Linked DNA regions of Mus musculus: region 2 is linked to region 1. A link is a contact called in public HiChIP or PLAC-seq data. All regions are on one chromosome and are shown on one strand. Each heading gives the region's core, a stretch centred on a gene start, on an enhancer-like site or on the middle of the called end of the contact. The rest is flanking DNA. Distances are from core to core; before and after follow the strand shown.

What was found. HiChIP or PLAC-seq counts read pairs in DNA pulled down with a chosen protein or histone mark.
Region 2: an H3K4me3 HiChIP or PLAC-seq map of craniofacial prominence shows a contact between it and region 1, with 4 times the contacts expected there. The contact joins the promoter of Efcab6 here to the enhancer-like site in region 1. A contact is called at or near these places in 1 of 39 promoter capture datasets (pre-B cells), 2 of 115 datasets of contacts at active chromatin or transcription factors (craniofacial prominence and embryonic basal ganglia) and 3 of 9 other capture datasets (adipose tissue, embryonic stem cells and pancreatic islet).

What each region holds. Positions count from the first base shown.
Region 1 is chr15:83,875,639-83,881,546 of GRCm38.p6, forward strand. It overlaps Efcab6 (EF-hand calcium binding domain 6), which reads right to left. Exons shown (of 32, transcript NM_029946.4): 27 at 3,793-4,020. Among named protein-coding and RNA genes, the nearest start is that of Gm41372, 19 kb to the left of the region's middle. Within about 2 kb of position 4,388, at least 12 of the 459 cell types and tissues checked have an H3K27ac peak or open chromatin away from gene starts, as enhancers often do. A contact at or near this core is called in craniofacial prominence, where this site is marked.
Region 2 is chr15:84,064,082-84,069,413 of GRCm38.p6, forward strand. Efcab6 (EF-hand calcium binding domain 6) reads right to left here and starts at 1,268. Exons shown (of 32, transcript NM_029946.4): 1 at 1,181-1,268.

The DNA of each region.
Region 1 (5,908 bases), core at 3,138-5,637:
CAAATATAAAGGAAATGAGCATGAGTGTGGTGGGGAAGCTGGGTTCTGTTGATAACAGAAGTAAGTGGAGACAACAGCAACAACAATAAATGTAAATGTGCCAAACACTCCATGTAAAAAGGCAGGGATCACTAGAGAGGATGTTTAAGAATCTGTTTATGTGTTGCTCATAAAGCCTGCATACAGAACAAAAATGTCAGCCATGTAAAAGATTTACAGAAATTTAAATAGAAATACCAAACAGATTCTAAAGGAAAGAAAGGCCCAGAGACCATGCTACTGTCACACTAAATTGACTTTAAGATTAAAAACTATTTTTCTTAGAACTTGATGCATCTAACACCAAGTTGCAGATATCCACATCTCTCAGCTGTTGGTGGACCAAGCTAACCGAGAGAATACTTTTAGCTGAGGCTAAAAGTAACAGCTGGTTTCAATCAGCAGGTGTAGAATGCTTCATAATGCTCCATTCAAAACATACCGTCTAGCTACAAATGACACATTTATAAAGAATGACCACACATCCAATCTCAGATAATTCTAATAACTGATAAGATCCAGTACCATTCTCTAATTAAAATCATGTTCATTTATAAGTTAATAACTCTTTAAAAACACATTCATTCAGGAACAAAAAAAAAAAATCTACCCGTATTTCTAAATCAAAGGACCCAACATGGGAATAAGAGACTAGGAGCTCCATTATAATTTTACAACTATGTATCAAAATTTGGATGCAGCTAAAGTAGTAATTAGACAGAAATGTACAGTTTTAAATGCCTATTATGGAAGGAAGAGCAGCTGAAATTCAAAGCCTGCATCCAACCTATGCCAAGGCAGAGAGAACGAGAGAGAGCAGCAATGCGGCAGAAGCCCAGCAAGCTGAAAGACGATCCTCAGAAAAGATTAAGCAAGCAGGCAGGGCTGTGGTCCTCCTTGGCCTGTTCTGCCCAACACCAGTTCCCAGCTCTGCTGCTGCTCACAGAGCACACCGCCACTTTCACAATTTACACTGTCATATGATGTGGGATTCAGCTTTGGATACTCTCAGCACCTCTCCTGGTCCTCTCTGTCACTGGTCCACCTTGTTCCCTGCCCTTCCTCCCTCTATCTCCACACAGCAGTCAGAGTGCCACTGTTTAAAACCACTGATCAGGCCAACTGGAGAAGGGTAAGGACAGCCCTCTCACACCCCTGAGAAAAGACAAAACTCTCCCAGTTGGCTCCCATCCTACAGGACAGGCTCCAGGCTTGGGCTCATTTCCCACTGCCCACCCCTCAAAGCACTGGACATCTGTGAACGGCCAATCCCATTATAGCCTTTGCCATCCATGTCCCCTCTGCTCCCAGATAACCCTACCTACTAGTCAGGACTTCATTTCAAAGCTACCTTCTCAGAGAGCCTTCCCAGCCCTGCTGGTAACAAGCCTGCCTCCTATTCCCCGTCTGTGCCCTTTTCCTGCCCTTAAAGAAACATATAGCACCATCACTGGATAAGGCACTGTCTGTTTTGCTTAGTATGCTTACTGTCTAAACGTTCTCTGGGAAAGCAGATCCTTTGGGGACAGGGTGGGGCTGCTTTACCCTCAGGCTGCTGGCAGCAAGAGTCAATAAAACCTGCTGCTCCTGATTCGGGGTACCCTTGTCTGCACTGCTCTATTTCCATGGGCTTGCATCCTGTTATCAGGGAGGCCACGCCCCCTGTGGATACCAGGCCATGCCCTCTCAGCTCCCACTGGCTCCTTCCCAACAAGCAGGAGCCTGCACTGCCTCATGAGCCACGCTCCACGGGCCTCCATGTCCCTCCTCTGCTGGAATGATCAATCCTGACTTGTCAACTTGGCAGGGTCTAGAATCACACAGGAGATGAGCCTCTCTAATTTTTTTTGTGTGGAGTTTTCTGGATGAGACTAATTAAGGTGGGAGACACAACTAAGTGTAAGCAGGACCATCCAAGGAGCTGCAGCCCCGAGCTGAATCAAAGGTAGTGAGTGACCAGCTGCCATCTCCCCCTGCTTTCTGGCTGTGCATACAACGTGGCCATCTGCCTCCAGCCTCTGTTGTCGTGTTTCCCCTCCACGACAGACCTCATCTTCAAACCATGAGCCAAAAGGAACCCTTCCTCCCCCAAGTTGCGTTTGTCAGGTATTATGTCACAGTGGCAGGGGAAAAAAATCTGTCTGTTGACAGCAGCCCCACCCTAGCACGTGTGCACAGGTGGGCTTGCTGGCTCTGTACATTTGCCGCACATCAAGGTTGGTGGCTATGTACCCAGAAACCTGCTCAGAGGCCAAGGCTGGAGTCAGGGAACCAGGGATATGGGAACTGTGAGGATGGAGGGAGCTGGAAGGGCCAAGTGGAGCTGGGGAAAGCCTCCTTCTGCTTAGAATCTAGGAGTAGGAGGCAGTAAGAAATGCAGGGGCCAGGGTCCTGGCAGGGGCAGAGAAGGCAGCTGGCTAAGGAGAGAAGAAGGGTGCCAGGAACACGGTGGGAAGCATACAGAGATGCCAACCGACTTTTCTGAGTCACATAGCTGGACAGGTGCACAGCTGGTCAGGTGCAAAGCTACCCAGGTGCACAGCTGGTCAGGTGCAAAGCTACCCAGGTGCACAGCCCTGAGTTATTTTTATTATCTGCAAGCATCTTTCTTACTTGCTAGGGGTGTCTGTTCTGGGGCAGGGGTGGAAATCACAACGTACTGAGAGGTCCTCCATCACGATAAGGCTGAATGCAGACTTTCCCTAACTCCACAGACCTGCCTGTAAGGAGAGGCTGTGGTCTGTCACCTGAAGCAACAGCCAGGCAGACCGAGCTCTGATGGTAGATAGCTAGCAACACATTTCACACAGAGCCCTGACAGCCCATCAGCGCAAACTCAGCACTGGCGCTGTTCTCCCGCCCCTCGGCACCCCCCTCCCCCTCTCTCTTGGAGGGTGGACTGTACCCACAGGTGTCCAAGCCGTGTCCCCTCCCCCCGATCACGGAGCTCGGCACCCCCCTCCCCCTCTCTCTTGGAGGGTGGACTGTACCCACAGGTGTCCAAGCCGTGTCCCCTCCCCCGATCACGGAGCTCGGCACCCCCCTCCCCCTCTCTCTTGGAGGGTGGACTGTACCCACAGGTGTCCAAGCCGTGTCCCCTCCCCCGATCACGGAGCTCTGGAGACCTGGATTCCTCTGTGTGTGAGGTAAGTTTTTATCATGTGGGTGAGCCAGGTCGTGGAAACAAGATGGCGGTTAAGTGGTACTTAGTGCTCTTGAAACCATCGCCAACATGACTGGCATGGCATGCTGCCCCGGGATACAACCCAGAGAGGGAAATTGATGTCAATCATTTCTGTACCAGATGATTGCAGATGCAGGAGACTGGGGAGCTGGGATTCATTTTAACAGCAAAAGGGACACAGAGCTCACCGGGACTGAAATGTTCACAGTTGTTACAGTAACAGAGGCTTCTGTGAGTTTCAGTATGGTTTACAACAAACTAAGACCCCAGCAGGGCGTGCAAGCTCACACAGGTGCTCCCAGCAATGGGGAGGCAGAAGAAGATCAACCCAAGTCCAAGGTCTGTTTTCTCTACAAAGCAAGTTCCAGGTTATTAAGGGCTATCTAGGGGTAGCTTATGGATGAGGGAGAAAGGAAGGAGAACGGAGGAGGAAGGGGAGGGTGAAGGAAGAGAAAGAAGGAGGAAAAGAAAGGGGGAGGGGGAAATTACCTTAAACATTAAGAAAAAAATAAGTGCAGTGCAGGACTGTCTGCTCTGATACCTGCTTGGGTGAGTGGCCGCACTCTTACCTGCTCGTCTGTCAGGATCTGTATGTGGCGGGTGCAGATGGACCTGAACTCGTCTCTGGAAACCGTGTTGCTTTTCAGGGTGTCGAAGTTCTCAAACTCCTGGACAATCGTGTGGTAGTGAGACGCTACTGCCTTCTGCACTCGTGCCACGATGTCTCTGTGGGCTGTTTCTTTGGGGGACATGGGGGGCGGGGCCTTGGGCATGTTCTCTGCCCAGTCGTCAGCAGTCTGCAGAGAACAGAATGAAAACTGATCAGCTGGGTGAACAGGAGGACGCCTCTTGTCTCTGGGTGCAGGGAGGCAACGCTTAATGGGAAAGAGAGGAGAGCAGATGCGTCATGATTTCTAACAACAGGTCAGTCCAGCTGTGTGGAAGTCCAGGCTCACTTGCCAGGAAAGTGGTCCCCAGGGTGACACTCTGCCCTTGGAAGGTGGGCTGAGAAGCCCAAGGGGGCGAATGCACCATAAACTCTCTCCTGTTCCCTCTTGATGACTGTTTCTCTGGGTTCGTTTAACACATCCAAGGGCTGGGGGACTTGGCTGGGTTAGTAAAATGCTAACCACATTAGGTTAGCAAAAGGACTGCCCAGAAAGCTCATCTGTGAGTGGAGCTGTCCAGGGTGCTGGGGAGCCTAGCATTGATGTACAACCTGGGCCAGGATCAGGGATTTCCTGGCGGGAGGCAAAGGCTCATTATAATTATAAGCAAGTGAAGGACTTGCAGTTGGGGCCCTCACAGGAGGACTGAACCCTACGTTCAGTGTATACCACTTCACTATGGGGATAAATGGACTGGATAAATGGACACTCACGAAATATCATCAAAGGGGCTGGGAAAATAGACAGGGACTCTCATTTTATTTGGGGGGCTGGCGGGGCAGGTCAGGACTCTGGGGAGACTGGGCACCATGCTTCAGCCAGGCTTGGGAGACCCAAAAGGTGAAAGTGTGTGTTAGTAAAGGTTTTAGCCTCCTGCAAGGAAGGAAACAGCTTTGACAAGTACCTCCTTGCTGAGTGTGCCAAACCTCCTGAAGCTAGGTAGGCCTGGAGGCAGAAGTTGATGCTCTGCTGGCAAAGGAGACCTGGCCAGTGATAGCCAAAGGGCAAGAGAATCCAATGCTGGCCCTGACCCTGGCCCTGGCCCTGCTGTATCTTGATGACGGTCTTATCACGATCCTTGCTTTGACACTGGCTCTTACTGTGGATACCGGTACTGTGCAAGGCTATCAGCAGACTGACAATGCATGCTCCCAACTAGTATTCCAACTTGGCCACACTTTAAGTAACCCAGCAGTGATGTCTGCACTTTGTTGCTGCTGGGCGGCACCTTTTATGAAACTAGCAAACCCCAACAGCAGCTGGGAGTGTCTCAGGAAGCACAGACCACGCACCTCCACTCGGACCCCAGCCCCGATCACCCACAGGTACCAGAGTCGTCCGCATGCAAGCTCCCCTGCCCTTCCATGGCGGGGGGTGGGGTGGGGTAGGGGGGTGGCGGTCAGCACCCACAGAGCAGAGGGCGGAGCCCTGCCTCCAAGCCCAAAAGCACACTTGAAACACTGTGAGAGCTTAGTATGAGAGAAAGGCAGGCCCGGGGCTAGCCTCTACTGCACTCCTCCTCTGCTGGGCTGGGAGGCCCTTCAAGAAAGTCTTGCCCGTGAGTTGCCTGTCTCCTCCTTTACTGACGGGGAATAAAACTGACCCAACTGTGAGGTGATGGTCGTGAATCAATGACTCTGGGCAGTTGCTTCTCTCCTTCTACCTTTACACGGGCCCCAGTGACTAAATTCGGGTCTCCAGGCTTGAGCTACATTGGCCTCTGTCAGTCTTAAATAGTCAGGCTTCATTTCCTTATTTTGTGACCCATCTATGTAGCCCAGGCTGGCCTCACTCAGCATCCCCATGCCTCAAGCTTCTTTGGGATGGGGTGGCAAATTTGTACCTCCATGCCTTACCTACTATACCCATTTTTAACAAAACCTGCTTCTTGAGATAAGAAAATGGAGAAGAACTCGCTGGAGACATCGCCACTGTTAGACAGACAGGTGGACTAGAAAAGTCTCCAAGTGATTTAGGCAAGTGGTCCAATTTGAATGCAAACTGCAAGAGCCATACC
Region 2 (5,332 bases), core at 18-2,517, 190 kb after region 1:
TCACAGCATAGGTGCTCAACTTCTGTATGGCTGGAAATGGGTGGGGGACACAGAATACAAAGTAGAAGTGCAAATAAAATTAGCATGCAAGATAACAAATATAAGGTAAGCTTTGTGGGTTTCTTCATTTTGAGACAGGGTTTCAGGTAGCTCAGGCTATAACTTGAGATCCTCCTGCCTCGGTCTCTCAAATTCTGGGATTGCATGTGTACACCACCATGTCCAGCTTCAGTAAGCATTTCTTCTAAATTAAAAAAAAAATTCCTACCTTAAACCAAGCACGAAAATGAACGTAAATAAAGCCAACACACAGATGACTCCAGTGAATTCTTTTTCCTCCCATTCATAGGCTGGACAGAAAACACCCATTCACATACACCCAAGGAGCCAACGGCAGGTTCGTTTTCCACTCCCTGGAGCTTAGGCAAAGAAATGTTTATTGAACTGAAGGCAACGGATTAAAGACCAAAATGAAGTGTGGTTTGTAAAGATAGGATTTATTTACCGTATTTCTCTAAGTTCACTATTCAAGGATAGATACAATTTAAGAGAAATAGGTGTTTTCCCCAGGGTGATATAGAAGCCCTTTGGAAGAGGCAGACTTGTGGAAAGTAAATATTTTCAGGAGGAGGAAGGTCATTTCTGTGAGGTTAAGGCCAGCCTGGTCTACACAGCAAGTTTTAGGCTACCCAGGGCTACATAGTGAGACCTTCTAAAAATAAATAAAACAAAACTTTTTTTTTTTTTTTAGGAGGGAAAGAAAAGGGAGTGGAAGGGTGAACTGGGGGGCCAGCCTTCAGCCTGAAAGCTTAGAACATTTCACGAAGTGCTTTCTTTCATATGGAATGTGGGCAATGGGGTTAACTGATATAGAACATGGCTGTGGAAGGCAGCGTTTGCCTGGAAGCAGAGTGAGGCGGTTCTGCCTTTGCTACTTGCTACTTGTGTGGTTAACAGGTCTTTCACCCAAGTCCTCCTCAGGACTAAGCAGAGAACGTTGTGTTCAGGATCTAGGTGGGGCGCAAATGAGCAGGGTAAGGAACGCTGCAAGCCAGGAGAAATCGGAGACCGAACCTCCCGCGGGGCCCGCCGCCCGCGCGCTCCCCCGCGCCCCTCGTTTCGCTCCTCACAGCCCCGCACTGCCCTGGTCCTCCGGGCCCCGCGCGCTCCCCCTCCTTACCCGGCTTGGTGGTCACCAACTCAGCCGCCAACTCTCCTGCTGCAGACCTGGCCGCTGGGTCCCAGAAGCAGGCATGAGCCAAGTCTTCAGGACGCTGTTGCCCCAGCAACCAGGGTACGTCCCAGGTGGATGGTAAATCCCCGCCCCCGACAAGTAGAGGAGTTGCGATTGGCCAAGGAGGCGGAGCCAGACAAGATTCGGGCCTAGGAAGGACTTCCTCCGGAAATGCTGTCCCTGGGAGAGGTGTGGGGTGTATCCCTCTTTTCTGTTTTTATTGTTATTATGTTGGATTTCTTTGTGATTGAAGCCGTGTCCCATGGACCTGCCCCACCTCTGAGAAGCAGAGTTATTTATCTTTACATTCTTATAGCAAAATATTCTTGTGTTCTTTTTCTTGTATAATTGCTATATTCATCAGAATTATATAAGCCTATTTACATATGCATATATAATCTGTGTGCGAATATGCACTTACTCAAATACATTATCGTCTCAAAAATAGTTATGTTGCAATTAAAAATAAGAAAGTAATGTTTAATTTTGCCCTCAAAAGATTACATTTATGTGTTTGAGTATGTGTCTGCCTGTGTGTTATGTGTACCGTGTGCATGCAATGCCCACAGAGGCCAGGTGAGGGCGCTAGAGTTACAGGTGGTTGTGGGCTGCCATGTGGGTGCTGGGAATCAAGCTGGGTCCTCTGCAGGAGCAGCAAGTGCTCTGAAGCACTGAACCATCTCTCTAGCCCTTGTGGATAATGAATCCAGCTTCCCCATGCCATACTTTCTGAGTGCTAGCTGGATGTCTGGTGAGCAAGATTAACTTAGAATTAGCATGTCTGGCAGAGGCCTATTTGTCTACTGTAGGGCATGACTCTACAAACACAAGACCTGCTTGCTTTGCCTACCACTATCTTTGGACTCCACCTTGTGCCAGTACATGGCATGGTATACAACCATAAGGCCCTCACAAATAAATTAGTACCAAGAGTACCCTAGACCTAGTCATCACGAGGGATGACAGTACTGATGTCATCAGTAATGGTCCTTCTCCCTGGCTCTGTGGAGTTCCCTTCTTAAGACACTGTCAGAGTTTGTATTCCTACACAAAACATCATGTCCAAGATGGGGAAGAGAGAGAGTTTATTCAGCTTACACTTCCACATTGCTGTTCATCACCAAAGGAAGTCAGATCAAGAACTCACACTGGGCAGGAACTTGGAGGCAGGAGCTGATGCAGAGGCCATGGAGGAATGCTGCTTACAGACTTGCCTCCCCTGGCCTGCTCAGCTTGCTTTCTTACAGAACCCAGGGATGGCACCACCCACAATGGGCCCTCCTCCCACCCTTGATCAATAATTGAGAAAATGCCTTACAGCTGGATTTCCTCGAGGGAGGCTCCTTTCTCTGTGATAACTCCAGCTTGTGTCAAGTTGGCACACAAAACCAGCCAGTACAGACAGACACCCGTGTAAGTACTTTATGTCTAGTTCAGTCTGCTCCACAGGACGCTGATGAGATAGGTCCAGTGGAAACACACACACACGATATTTTGTCCAAGGATTCACAGCTGATCAAGTCAGGTCCAGAACGAGAATCCACAGACCTGAGTCCACAGGCCCCACTTACAGACTTCCTGACTTCTTATTTGGAGAGGAAGTCACAGCCTCATGGGTAAGATACCCAGCACATATCTTTGCCAGCAGGTGAATTAATGAGTACTGTGCCCTATGCTGCACAACTGGACCCTAAGTAGCCCCTGCCCCTGGCCTATTTAAGGAGAAAGCAATCTCTCCTGCCCACTACCAGGCTGACACATTTATCCCTCTAATTGAATGACCAGGCCTCCCGTCATTAGGAAATAGCATCCATACACCCCTGACAAACATGCCATATGTTCATAATTTCTTTGACACCTTCTCTTGTCCCAAAAGAGAACTGCTTTTCAGAGAGTCCAACGCCTGTACTGGTTGTCCTGGGTCCCTTCACAGAGGGCTATGTGTTAGCCTTTTCAGAAACCTTTGCTTGTGTTTGTAGCCTTTTCAGAAGACATTCAGTCAAAACTATTTCCTCGTGGAGCTAAGACATTACTGGATTTTTTTTTTTCAATTCTTCTCACCTAAAAGAAGCTCTGCTGGAGATAAGATCAAAGAAGATAAGAGAATCCAGCTGCCTGCTAATAAACAGATTTGCAAAAGCCTTCTTATGTTGTTGTTTTGGGAAGTATTATTTTCATAAACACTTAACACACACACACATCCACACACATCCTGGAAATTTCTAGAAGTCTTTAGGGAGGAGAAGCTAGTCTGCAAATAAGAGGCAAGCAGGCCACAGCCTGGACCTTCGTGGGCAAACGCAGGGTCCCTTTTGAGCTTTGTACACTACTGGCCTTTTGCTTGCTATGTGCTCCAGCTTCGAGATCCATAGCAGAGGGCAGGGTCTCATCCCTGATGGGACGTGTTAAACCTAAACCTGGAGATTTGCTCATGTTTGGTTTAATTTTTTGTGTTTCCCCCTCCACTTCCCCAATCTTTACTCTGTAAAGTATTTTCCTGCACTGGCAATTTCTTACTTCTGTGTGAAGAGTTGACTATTTTTTTCACAAGAAGCTAAATTCAGCTTACGTGTTTATTGCCCAATGAAATCATAACACCTATTAGTGTGGGTTTGATCTCTGTCCAGACAGAGCAAGCTCTGTATCAGAGACAGTGGCCCCAGGGCAACAATTTAATGATTGTCATTTCTTCTGGGAAAACTTTCCAAGCACCCTGCTGGTTCCCTCGGAGTGCAGGACGCCCTGCAAAGGGCTACTTTCAAAAGGGTGGGGCCTGGAGCCGGACTGCGGTGTTTGTGTCCTTCCCCATCCTCCACAGCATCATCTACACCAGGAACTTGAGGGGCTCACTATTGGCTTACAGACAACTCCAGCTAGGCTCCGCCCAACAGCTACCCGCCCACCGCCATTACTACCTGCCCTGTAGCTGCCAGGTGTGGCCACATATAAGAGGACTGCTCCCTACACCATCTCTCCTCTTCCTCCTCCTCCTCTTCCTTCCTTCCATCTCCTCTCCTCTCCCCCCCTCCCACGTGTGTTCCAGACCTCTTTCTCTCCTGTCCCCCTCTGTCGCTCCTTTCTCAGTCCCTACCCCTTTTGCAGGTACCCGCTCCCCTCCCTTTCCACAATAAACCTCCTTTTGTACTAGGCCTGTCCCTGTCGTATGACGCGATTTCTCGGGGGGTGGGGACACCTTGGCAGGGGCCCGCCAGGTATTCCCTCACTCCCCACCCCCCACCCCCCACCCCCACACCCCTCCACATTACTCTGCTTTATGTTTCCTAACCCTCACCTCCCAGGAAACTTACTGCCCACACTTTCCCATCCACCACGTGTATCTGCTGCCCAAGCCCTCTGGTGACACCCCTGAAAAAGACTCAGAAAAGCTGCAGTGAAGGCCAGGGCTCCCCTCCGATATGTGCAGCTTAGGTTCCATCCTCAGTACTGCCACACACAAAAAAAGGAAGGATGGAGAGAAAACATTTTTACAGTGGGGCAAGTCAACAACAGATTCCTCATTCCCTCGGGAATCAAGAAGACAGACTGCTGCACAGCCTTAACCCAGGCCGCCCTGCAGGTTTGGGCATTCACAGCATCCTGCTTCCCAGTAGCATGTCTGAGAGAAGGGACGAGAGCGAGCAGCTTGTCACCGTGTCAGTCCAGGAAGGGGGCAGGAGAGACTATATACCTTTGCATTGAAGACAAGCAGGGGCAGTGACCAAGCCGGGAGGAGCTGGGCTGCTCGTGCCCTCCCCCACCACCAAGGCTGGGGGATTAATTCCACCACATGGATACAGACTAAGAGCATCGTCAGGAAGTCTGGACGCTATCCTGTTGGTGGTCTTCCAAATGGAGACAAGACTCTACTCAGCTGTCCTTAGGAGAAAAGAAATTACTAAGAAATCAATAAGGGTGGGCGGGTGTTGGTGGAAAGATGGCTGAAGAGCACTGGCCACTCATTCAGAGGACATGGGTTCGGTTCCCAGGACTCACATGGTAGCCCACAAGAACCCAGAACTAAAATTTCCAAGGGATCTGATGCCCTCTCTGGCTTCTGTGGGCACCAAGAATATACATGGTGCACATACGTGCACGCAA